Linked DNA regions of Mus musculus: all the other regions are linked to region 4. Evidence: chromatin contacts called from public Hi-C and Micro-C data. All regions are on one chromosome and are shown on one strand. The core of a region is the stretch at or near the end of the contact, and the rest is flanking DNA. Distances in the headings are between cores, read along the strand shown.

Evidence for each region. Hi-C and Micro-C count contacts between places; a contact is called where the count stands out from the background.
Region 1: a contact with region 4 is called in a Hi-C map of embryonic fibroblasts, with 4 times the contacts expected there. The contact joins two enhancer-like sites. A contact is called at or near these places in 1 of 15 datasets of contacts at CTCF or cohesin (the NIH/3T3 cell line), 7 of 484 Hi-C or Micro-C datasets (the N1E-115 cell line, bone marrow-derived macrophages, embryonic fibroblasts and 3 more), 4 of 115 datasets of contacts at active chromatin or transcription factors (the NIH/3T3 cell line, embryonic fibroblasts, embryonic limb bud and 1 more) and 1 of 9 other capture datasets (embryonic stem cells).
Region 2: a Micro-C map of embryonic fibroblasts shows a contact between it and region 4, with 4 times the contacts expected there. The contact joins the promoter of 1700047F07Rik here to the enhancer-like site in region 4. A contact is called at or near these places in 8 of 39 promoter capture datasets (cranial neural crest, embryonic stem cells, hippocampal neurons and 1 more), 3 of 484 Hi-C or Micro-C datasets (embryonic fibroblasts and embryonic stem cells), 15 of 115 datasets of contacts at active chromatin or transcription factors (the NIH/3T3 cell line, bone marrow-derived macrophages, craniofacial prominence and 9 more) and 4 of 9 other capture datasets (adipose tissue, liver, macrophages and 1 more).
Region 3: a Hi-C map of the N1E-115 cell line shows a contact between it and region 4, with 4 times the contacts expected there. The contact joins two enhancer-like sites. A contact is called at or near these places in 1 of 484 Hi-C or Micro-C datasets (the N1E-115 cell line), 1 of 115 datasets of contacts at active chromatin or transcription factors (vascular smooth muscle cells) and 1 of 9 other capture datasets (pancreatic islet).

What each region holds. Positions count from the first base shown.
Region 1 is chr4:107,605,807-107,608,614 of GRCm38.p6, forward strand. All of the region lies in intron 4 of Glis1 (GLIS family zinc finger 1), which reads left to right. Among named protein-coding and RNA genes, the nearest start is that of 4930552P06Rik, 9.9 kb to the left of the region's middle. Within about 2 kb of position 1,450, at least 29 of the 459 cell types and tissues checked have an H3K27ac peak or open chromatin away from gene starts, as enhancers often do. A contact at or near this core is called in embryonic fibroblasts, where this site is marked.
Region 2 is chr4:107,688,209-107,690,908 of GRCm38.p6, forward strand. It overlaps 1700047F07Rik (a long non-coding RNA gene), which reads left to right and starts at 1,392. Exons shown (of 4, transcript XR_867984.2): 1 at 1,392-1,530. It also overlaps a transcript of Dmrtb1 not described here and the pseudogene Gm12899.
Region 3 is chr4:107,585,038-107,587,895 of GRCm38.p6, forward strand. All of the region lies in intron 4 of Glis1 (GLIS family zinc finger 1), which reads left to right. Among named protein-coding and RNA genes, the nearest start is that of 4930552P06Rik, 11 kb to the right of the region's middle. Within about 2 kb of position 1,339, at least 1 of the 459 cell types and tissues checked has an H3K27ac peak or open chromatin away from gene starts, as enhancers often do. A contact at or near this core is called in the N1E-115 cell line, where this site is marked.
Region 4 is chr4:107,452,515-107,455,214 of GRCm38.p6, forward strand. All of the region lies in intron 2 of Glis1 (GLIS family zinc finger 1), which reads left to right. Among named protein-coding and RNA genes, the nearest start is that of Gm46866, 19 kb to the left of the region's middle. Within about 2 kb of position 1,252, at least 175 of the 459 cell types and tissues checked have an H3K27ac peak or open chromatin away from gene starts, as enhancers often do. A contact at or near this core is called in the N1E-115 cell line, the NIH/3T3 cell line, craniofacial prominence and 4 more, where this site is marked.

The DNA.
Region 1 (2,808 bases), core at 200-2,699, 150 kb after region 4:
CAGAGGCATCTTTCTCTTTTTGTCCTCCTCTGTGTTTGAAGCCAAAGCTTAAGTTTTAATTTCACATTATTCCTGACATAATGCTAATGAGTTCCAGCCGTCCCCTGAGTTGGGGTAGTGAGGCTCTGTTGAGCCAGGCAGCTGGGCAGCTGGCTTCTCAGAAAGTACTTCATGTCTCCGGAGCGCAGAGGAGCGTGGTGCAGCGGGCGCTTCCTCTCAGGGGCTTGCTTATCACATAGACACACTTCTTTGGTTTTCATTGCTGGTGCTCCGGCGTGGTGACAGCCTTGTGTATCTCTCTGGCCCGAGAGAGGAAGCACCCATGAGATAGTGGAAAACCCAGGCCTTTATAGTGCCCCAGCCTGGGCTGGACTATACTGCTAGAGAATTGTGGTTTTAGGAGTGCTCGATATGGCCGTGACCACATTTTCTGGTGAGTTAGTAACTGTTCTTACTCTAGTCATTTCTTTACTGTGGTCGGTGTTTCCTCAATCCCTGTAACACTTTGTTTTTGATTCAGTACAGAGTAAGCACCCTAGTGTTGGGCGTCCGTGGATGTCTCATCTAAGAAGAGTAGTACTGTGGCCCCTCCATCTAGGGGAGTGTGAGATCAGCCAAGCAGGCATAGACAGGGCTGCTGAGCCTGATTGTGGGTGCTGTTGGTGCCTGTGATGTCTTCCTTCTTGTCTGTGTTTCTCCGTGTTACTTATATCAGAGCTCATTCTGAAGCCCACAGCTAGAATGTGAGGAGAATACGTTTAACTTTTAAGTTTGCCGCAGCATGGGCGTCTGTGCCAGGAGCCCACCTCCAGAAACTCACAGAACAGCACCTAGCCGTCTCCACATCCTCCCACAGAACAGCACCTAGCCGTCTCCTCATCCTCCCAGTTCTGGGACATGCAGTCTTATATGTAGAATTGAAGGACCCTCAGTCTCTTAACACTGACACCGGCTAAGCCATGCTGTCCCATTTCTGGTCGATGTCTACTTGTCCCCTGTCTGTCTGATCAAGTCTGTCCTGGTTGCAAAAATCTGTCTTCCCAACTGGTAGGGAACAGACTTGCTTGAGACATGCAGAAACTACCAAAAGGCCAGTTGGGCTAGATAGAGTCCTATCAGCACCCCTAGGGTTTGGCCTCCCCACTAAGGAGATCCTCCCTTTGTCCTGGCCAGAGCACTGTTTGGGAGCTGGGAGTTTTGGGGGACTTTGCTCTTTCCCCCTCATGCTCGCTCCTGGACTAACTTGGGAAACTGTCACTGGACAAACTACCTCCCCACTCTGCCCTGGAATCTGGCTATAGATGAGGAAGGGGAAGGGCTTCCTCGGGTCATATTTGCTCCTTGTTTTTATTTAGTCTTTAACAGTATTTACACACACAGGGAACCACCCTGGACACTCTTGTGTGGGTTAATGGCAGAAGCATCATTTGAATATTAACTACATGACTCATACATACAGGCTGCAGAGTTCTTTCCACTTGGTCCTGAGCTTGCTCAGAAGTCATCTCCACTCTGTCGCCTTTAAGTACTTACAGTTCTCTCTGTTCCACACACACCCACTCTACAGATGAGAACTGAGTGAGACCTAGTGGGGAAAGGCACTTCCCAGGGGACCTGGCCTAGTGACGGGCTTCTGTATGGTAACAGGGTGTCACTGTGGACACTGGAGAATGGGCCATATGCAGAACCATTGACAGCAGATCCCTCTTGACTACTGTGAGCCTCCCTAAGAAGAGGCTACCCCTTAGAGATACCTGGGGTCTAAAGAAAGGATACACTTGGGAGTACAGGAATATATATAGCCTTGGGACCCAGTGGGTGTCTGGATGCTGGTGTGTCATCGGGGAAGCATTGTCTCTAGGAGGCATGGCTTTCTTCCAGAGCACATGTACTGGCTATTCTGAGGCTACCCTTATTCCACACGTGTGTCAGTTTCTGCGTGTGTTGTGTTGCACACAGGCTACATGTCAGTGAGTGTCTCTAGAGCTGGTAGAATTGGCGTGTTTGTGTAGGTGGTAGTATCTGAGGCTTGTGTATCTTTGGGTATATGTACAATCGTGTGTGTGCTGTACTGAATGTCATGAGTTGTAGGGTGTCTCTGTGTGTGTGGGGGGGTGTAGAATATGTATGCAGGGCTTATGTATAAGAGAGCATATCTAGGTCTTGGTGTGTATGTAGGAGTGTGCTGGTGTCCTGGGTCTGTCTTTGACATACTGCTGGGTTGAGAGGAAAAGAGTCCCTTTTAGGGTACATATGTATGTGTGTCTGTGATTCTAGGTCTCTGTCTGGTGGCCTGGTGTGCATGTGTCAGAGAAAAAGCTATTCCCCTGCCTCCCCTCTCTCGAAACCCTGGCCCCAGCCAAGCTGCTCTGTATACCCCTGAAAGGCAGGGCATCTTAGTCCTTGCTGGCTGACAAACAAGTCTCTAGGCTTCTCTCAACTACTAGGAATAGAAACCTGTTTCGTTTGTGGACAAGGCTTTGGGCCCAAGGTGAGCCTGCCCCAGAGTGGTCAGTGTGGTCCTGGTAAGGAAAGGTTCAGGCACCACATCCTCAGAACCGTCTTCCCGGGTCAGGCATGACTCCTTTGTCCCTTCTCCCCTGCTGTGCTCTGTGCCTGCCACTACCACAGTCTGTCAGCTTCCCTGGGTGGTATCAAGGGCTCCTGGTACCTGGGTTAGCAAGAGGAGATTGCCACACTGGCCTGCCGGGCATGAGAATGTGCCTCGCGGTGCAAAGCTTGGCACAGGGGCGAACCTCAACCTCACCCTTATTGAGCTCAAGGACTCTCACCTGCTCTGGGCCCCAG
Region 2 (2,700 bases), core at 142-2,641, 240 kb after region 4:
TTTGAAGAAGGTGACATTATCTACATTACTGACTCAAGCGTTATCAACTGATGGAAGGGCGGCAGGACTCAGCTAATTCCAAGCAGGGATGTGACCGAGCAGGCAGGATCCACTGACCACCAGCTGCACTGGGCAGCCTGAGCCAGAGGGGTGTTTGGCTAACCCAGCGGGTGTTAATGGCTTAGACAGAGCTGGAAGCACGGCTTTGTCTGGACTTGCCCTGGTCATCGCTAAGACAGAGTGAAAGTCCCGTTTACAAAGCCAAGCAGTGAGCAAAACAGACAGACGGGAGACAAGCAGTGAGCAGAACAGACAGACAGGAGACAAGGCTTTCATGCTGATGCCCACGACGGTTGCTCCTGGGAAAGGCAAGAACGGTCTTAAGAAATAACAGGAAAAAGCTGGTCCTGACCGTGGCCGTTGATGCTGCCTGCACATTGCTCTGGAAAGAGACAGGAGACAGAGTTGATTCAAACACTATGCAGTGCCCAGGACTACTTTTTAATTTTTAAAAAATGTGTGTGTGTGTATGTCTTTGTGTATGAACACGTGTGTGTGTGTGTGTGTGTGTGTGTGTGTGTGTGTGTGTGTGTGTAAGCTAATAGATACTGGATATCTTCCTCAATTACTAACCATCTTATTTTTTTTGAGACAGAGTCTCTCGATGAACCAGGAGCTAAGTGATTCAGCCAGACTAAATGGCCAGGAAGCAACAGGAATGAATATATATATATATATATATATATATATATATATATATATATATATGTATATATATATATATATATGTGTATTCCTGTTGAAGAATATTTGATCACATTGTGAACCCTGAGATTGTTATTTACTGAAAAAAAAATGTTTCTAGTTATGAAGTAGGTAGCCCTTAGCACACACCTTTAATCTCTCTGGCTGGAATACAGACACACCTTTAGCACACATCTTTAATCCCAAACAATGAAGGTCAGGTTAGTTTGTAGAAGGAAGCAGCCGTGTTTGAAAGTGATGTCTAATTGAGTGGCAGACAAAGTGGTGAACCAGAGAAAGGTATGAGAGAATAGGATACGCCCAACTCTCATGAGAAGAGAGAGGTAAGAGAAGCTGTTTAAGAGAGAGGAGTTTTAGAGAGAGAGGAAAGGAAGGAGGCAATTTTACTGGGGAGTTTTACAGAGACAGGCTGCAGAGAGAACAAGCTAGACATAGGTGAAGTCAGAATGAGCCATAGAATGAGAAGGAGCCAGAAGATTAGAACAGATTGCCTAAGTTAGTATGAGACCAAGCAAAGGAATTCAGGAGAGACAGAGATAGAGACAGGCAGAGAGAGAAACACACACACAGAGAAAACAGATTGAAACAGTCAAAGCTCAGGAAAAAAAAAAACCAACCTAGAAAGTGTGAGCTTATTCAGCAGCGAGTCTCAGAGGCTGAAAATATTCTAGACCTAGATAAGATTGTACAGAGGCTAGAAGCTTCCAGGACTAGCGTAGGTTAGCAGACAGAGGCAGCAAGCCTCGGAGACAACGATCACCTCAGGTGAGTAGAAGTTACTTTTATATCTTTCTCTTTGTCTCCTGAGCCCTGGTGTCACCGGCATGTGCCCTTGGTTTTACGCAGGTGCTGAGCATCTAAGCTCAGGTCTCTGTGTTTACATGGCAACCGCTTCACATGGCAACCGCTTCACTGAATGATCCACCTTCCCATCCCACCCCAGCAAGACTGTCCTGATGGAGAAGGTTGGATCCATTCCTTTCTGGAGATGCTGTGGGATCTGATTTCTTTTGCTTCAGCCATCCCAAAACCTTGTTTCCCACTGCAAGATCTGTGATAAAGTAATCTATGTGAGCATGGCAGCATCACACTGCGACTCCATGGGACATGTGAATGAATAGCACTCACTCTTAGTTTGCCAGAAGTGACAGGATGATTTTCTGTATAAAATAATTCCTGTTCACCAGAATAGATTGAAATGAAATTGTTTCTATTTGTCAAACTATAGAAATTTGAAGAATTCTTGTTCCTGTTTAAAAACATAAAAAAAAAATTTTTTTTTCTTAAAGTTCCCTACATCAAAGATTGGGATGTTTTGAATGGGTTTTTCAAGAGAGGAAATACTTGTTATAATAATAAACCAAAGTACTTAACAGAAAATTGTTAGTTATCCTGACAAAAAAATAAAGATTTTAAGAGTCTTTTGAATATCATAGTCTCAATAAGGGTTTTCAAATTTTCTGGGTGAAATTCTAGGTGCAGTGGGTGCTTGTCTAGTACATGTGAGATCCTAGGCCTAGTTCCCAGCACCAGAAAGGAGAAGACATGTTATATATACTTTATTTATAGTATTTTTATTGTGTTACATACATATTAAAGTCATTGAGTTGTTTGTTGTGGCAGATGCATGAGGGTTGCTGCAAGTCTGAGGCCAGCCTAGTCTACAGAGGCCAGCCTAATCTACATAGCATGTTCCATGCTACCCAGACCCTGACTCAAACCCCCCCCACACACACACACATACACACACACACAAAGTCTGGAGCATAAATTGCATCATTCCACAGCTTAGCAATACCACAGACTGAAAGGCTAGACTTTGCATTATCAAATTTAAGTTTGAACATCAGGTACCGGTGGACCATCAGGCCTGAGGCAATGTTTATTCAGATTCTACATCTGACCACTCAAGCTCTCTTCATGTCCTCATTAATA
Region 3 (2,858 bases), core at 89-2,588, 130 kb after region 4:
TCATTTTTAAGGAGTGTCGGGTTTTAAATTTCAGAATTCATTGTTCATTCCTAGTGTCTAGGAACATATAGCTTTTTGTACATTAACCTTGTATCTTACAATTGCTGTGATTTGCTTATGCCAGCAGTTGTGTTTTGTTTCTAGTTTTTACACACACTTCCGTGTCAGCTGTGAATGGCCTCACTTCTTCCCCAGTCTGGGTACATTTTCTTTCCTTTCCTTGTCTTGTTATCCAAGGCTTCAGTACAGTGTTAAGAGGGATGTCTAGAGCCTCAATCCAGGACATTCTTTTTATTCCTTATTTTTCTTAAGAACATTGAGTGGCATCAACTCTTAGACTGATTAGTACACATCCAGAATATTTACATATATAGTATGTGTATTGCTTAATTTTCAAATGTGGAATTAAAGTTGCAGACTTTGCTGTTAACCCTAAGAGCAAAGCCACTGGGTTATAATGTGCTGTCCCTTCTACAGTCACCACTAGTGATGTCACCACGAGTGATGTCTGCTGTGTTCTGATTTCTCACACATGGCTCCTCTGTTCTGATATCAGGGTTTTAAGTGGTCTTGCAGAATGAGTTGAGGGGTATATCTTTTATATTACTGGAAGCATTTATGTAAGACTAGAATGACACTGTCTTTGGACATTTGTTAAAACTTGCCTATAAAACTGTCTTCATTTGATGTTATCTTTGTGATATTTTAAGCTACTGCTTCAATTACGTTAATTGGCATGGAACCATTAAGACCTCTATTTCCTTTGAAGTCATTTCCCGCCTTCAGGAATTTGTTGATTTTGTGTATGTTTTCAAATTCATGGCCATGAATCAGTCACATCTTGCTTTTTCGTCTTGGGTTTTGTTTTGTGGTACTGAGTACTGAACCTAGGGCTTTGCACGTGCTGGACAAGTAGTTTCCCATTGAGCTATAACCCCAGCCCTTTCTTGCCTTCTATTTTGAAACAAGTTCTCTCTAGGTTGCCCAAGCTGGCTCAATTTAGCACCCACCTGACTCAGCCTCCTGAGTAGCTGGGATGACAGGCATTGCCAGGTTTCAATCAGTGTTCTCCTCCTCCTCCTCCTCCTCCTCCTCCTCCTCCTCCTCCTCCTGCTCCTCCTCCTCCTTCGTGTGTGTGTGTGTGTGTGTGTGTGTGTGTGTGTGTGTGTGTGTCCCATATGTGTGTGTACTATGTGGCCAGAAAAGGGCATTGGATCCCCTAGAGTTGGAGTCACAGACGGTTGTGAGCCACCTCTCCAGCTCCGGCTCTTACCGTTGAAACCTCTGCTGGATTTGTAATGACAGTGCTCTCCTTGCTAGCATTGTTCATGTGCGTGCCTTCTCCCTGTCTTCTTGCTCCTTTCCCAGAGGTTTCTCTCACTTCCTGGTCTTTTCAAGAACGAGTTCCTGACTTCTTTGTCTCTGTTGTCTCTGTTTAGACCACATGAGCTTTTGCATTTATCTTTATTATCTCCTTCCTTTCCTGTCTACAGTGAGTCTCCTAGGACTTCAGTTCCAGCTTCCTTCTTCTCCTGGTGGAACAGTCCTGTACAGCGCACCCCTCCCCTCTGGCACCCCCGTCCCTGTCCTCAGAACCCTGGTGCGGCTCTGGCCTCACTGCTCAGCCCCAGATGAATATCACTGTACTCGTTCTGATACTTTGGCTGAGGCAGGAAGTCTTTCATTTTCCAAACATAGGGACATTTCCCCCCTTTTATTGCCTTCTAATTAAATTCCACTATAATTGAAGAGCATTATTTACACGGTCTGACCCTTAGACCTAATATATGGCAGGTTTTTGTAAATGTTGCTGTGTGCTTGAGGGAAAATGTGCACACTTGGTTTTTATTCCATAGAAAGTCTTCTCGTAGTGTCCAAATTGGCAACTTTATTCACTTCTTTTTGCTTAACATATTAGAAATGGAAAGAAGCGTGCTCTCTTCCCCCGTGGTGGTAACCTGCGTTTCCATCCGTGTGGCTGGCTTTCATTGCTGCACCGTTTGGCCTCTAGAAGTATAAAGCTTTTTATCATTAGAAAACGGATCTAGTAAAGTTTTTTTCCCCCTGCAAGCTCTACAGGGTCAGATACTATCGTGGCTGCACCAGCCTGTGGATGGTGTGTGCCTGGGACATCTTTGCTACCCTTTCACTTTATCCGTTTTACATTCTTGGCTTTTAGGTACGATCAGTGGAATTGGCAGGTGGGGATTATTTCATTGTGTTGTTCTTTAGTCAGGTCTCTTTCAATTAGCGTGTGGCCTTTTCAGTGCTGTGGTGACCAATGCATTTGGGCATGTTTCCCTTTTTATTGTTGGTAGTTGTTGTTTAAGGCTGGGCAAGAAGTCAGCAATCCTCTGCCTCAAACTCCCAAATGCTGAGATTACAGGACTGCACCACCACAGCTGGGTCCATGTTTCTGATTTTTTTTTAAGATTTTATTTATTTATTATATATAAGTACACTGTAGCTGTCTTCAGACGCGCCAGAAGAGGGCGTCAGATCTCATTACGGGTGGTTGTGAGCCACCGTGTGGTTGCTGGGATTTGAACTCAGGACCTTCGGAAGAACAGTCAGTGCTCTTACCCGCTGAGCCACCTCACCAGCCCCTGTTTTTTTGTTTTTTGTTTTTTAAAGATTTATTTTTGTATATGAGTACCCTGTCACTCTCTTCTGACACACCAGAAGAAGGCACCAGATCATGTTACAAATTATTGTGAGCTACCTGTATGTGGTTGCTGGGAATTGAACTCAGGATCTCTAGAAGAACAGACTTACATTTTTGCCTTCTGCTTTTTCGGTGCCCCCATTTTTTTCCCTGAGTTTCTGTTAATTGGTTTATTTTTCTGAATTAAGAACAA
Region 4 (2,700 bases), core at 2-2,501:
AGCATCCTGTCCTCACAGACACCTCTCTTCTCTCACAGGCTCGCTGAAGGTCCCAGTCAGCACGCAGACATGTTAGGAACTGGCTGCTCCTTGTCGAGGTCCACTTACTGCCCACCGCCCCCTCTCCCCACCCTGGCCTGTCTATGCGGCTGAACCTAGCTGCACTAATCTCATTAGACCTAATGTCTAGGAAAGGCCCACTTAGGGTCACCAGGCAGCTTCCCAACCCTTTCTCACCGCTCAGGACCAGCAGCTCTTCTGAGTTCAGTTCTGACCCTAGGCACACACAGTTCTGTGTCTCCACCTTCTGGCTTGTGCGGCCCTGACACCTCTGTCCTGTCCTTACAGGATCTCCCTGCTGTGGCTGCCCGGGCTTCTCTGTGCTCCGTTCTGTTTCTAGCTTCAGGGATAGGTTGCTCTTACATTGTGATAGCACAGCATCTGTCTGTTTGGATTCCCGTGGCTGTGTTCTCCCCTGCTCTGCTGGCCTGCAAGGCAGACCTGAAGTCCATCTCTGTTGTCTGTCTTACTCTTCCTCTCTTGCCGCCCCTGTGCTGACATGGCCCTGCAGTTCCATGAGTCAGTTGGAGAGTCTGGCCTCTTGGCAGGACCTTTATGCGGCCTCCTCTGCTGCGTGCGCCTTCAGCTCCCCTTCCCACGGCTGACTCAGGCTTGTGTGTGTCACTTACTGGTGAGCCCCCCGCCCCCGCCCCCCGCCACACAGTCCTTTCCTATTTGCTTCATTGGCTTTCCACCACAGCCCTTGTCATGACTCAGTAGCTTGGTAGCTTGCTCATCCTTTACTCTCAGCGACGAGAACGCCACAAGCAGTTAGCCCTCGCAGGGCCCAGGGCAGAGTCTGCAGGAGTTGGCTATGGTCATCAGGTGGGTGGAGCCCAATGACAGCCCTCTGTTCCTCTTGGCTGTGACGGTGTTGTATGTCCATCTCTCTCCATCTCTACTGTCTCAGGCCAAGGCCATCATGTGTGAGGCTCGGCCACTGCTGCTAGGAATAGATGCATTTCTGATTAATCTTGTGTGTGCCTTAGTTAGCGTGGTGTAGGGGAAGGCTCTGGGGATAGCAGAGAGGGCAGAGCCAGACCTTCATGACCCTGGATTTTGATTCTTTTGAGGACTGGGGTGCTGTGTAAATACTATTGTGCTAATCTGTGTCTGTACTCCAGTGAGGCCTGGGCTACTACATACTGGGTAAGGAAGGACTTTTAGAGACACAGCTGTGAGCATAACCCGTGCTTCCCTTTGTGTGCAGCGCCCCTGGTGGAGATCCTAGGTGTTGCACCCAACGGTGCTCTCCTGTTCATAGAATTAGTGAACCTGCTTCCACCCAACCCCCACCCCATCTTGCTGCTGAAGAAGCTGGCTTCCTGAATGTCTTGCTGGCAGTGTTTGGCTGTTGTTTTTAGGCACAGCTCAGTCTCCTACCAGCTTCAGACCTTGTTTGTCTTCAGAGTGACAACAATAAAAAATCCAAATTGCTGTTTCCAGTCTATATTTTCTCACTAAGTAAATTTTTTTTTTTTTTGCATCTCTGAGAATTTTATGCAATACATTGGAGTCAAACCTCCTCTCAATCTCTACATATTCAGCTTTGTGTCCTAAAACAAAACAAAGCACCTATCCAGTTTAGTATACTCTTGGATGTCTGGTCACCCACTGGAGGGAGGGTGACCTACCAGGGGGCACAGTATTAAGGAAGTAGCTAGGCATCCTTGGCTAGGCATGGGGCTTCCTGCCTACCTTCCTTCTTCAGGCTGGATTTTTGTCTGGCTTCAGATTGTACAGGCCTTGTACATACAGCTGTTGAGGTCACATGTGTGGCTGTCCAACTGTGCCTGGAAACACTGCAGTCGTTCACCTCCCATCCCACGGTGACCCCTGAGCCTTTGGAGGACGGGTGTGATGTGGCTGTCCTGTTGAAGTCTGGATATTCTGTCGTCTCATTCTCTCCGTATCTCATTTGTCCTGAGTCGCTGTGTTAACCACTGTCTATGGAATGGAGACAGTTCTCTGAGGGGGACTGGAGGATGCACTAGTCTACTACAGGCATAAGGATAAGTCGTTGGAAGTCACTGTGACACTCTGGCTGTCTAGTAGGATGATAGTTGTAGGTTCTGCTCTGGAACCTAGGAGCTGTTTTGTCACAGGCCCTTGGTCCCAATAATGTTACCAGACATTGGTTTCTCTCCTTGTGGGGGGAGCTGTAAGTCCATCCAGAGAGTGGTTGGTTACTCCCTTGGTGTCCTTGCCACTATTGCTAGGCTGGCGGTCATTGTAGCTCTCAGGCTTCACAGCTGGGTAACTGTGACTTTGATGGTGACTTTTCTCCCCAGTGGCGTGCACAGCACCACCCAGCATCTCCCTGCACCATGAGACCAGCTTGGGTTCTCCATGTTTCATGATTTGGGTGTGTAGTGTCACAGCCGTGGGGTTTTACCCCTCAGTAATTTTTACCTTGATTAGATCTTAAACTGTGGGCTCACATTACTAAATGTGGGGGGTTACAAAAGACGGCAGTAGTAAGAGTTTCCTGAACATACAAATGACCAAAAATTAGTGCAGAATCTAACATGTAATGAGTCTGAGGTGTTTGGGTGGCACACACCTGTGCTGCCTTGCTGCTAAGCTCATAGCACATGTATTGGCACCGCTGCAACACCAGCGGATGCTGCCCGAGACACC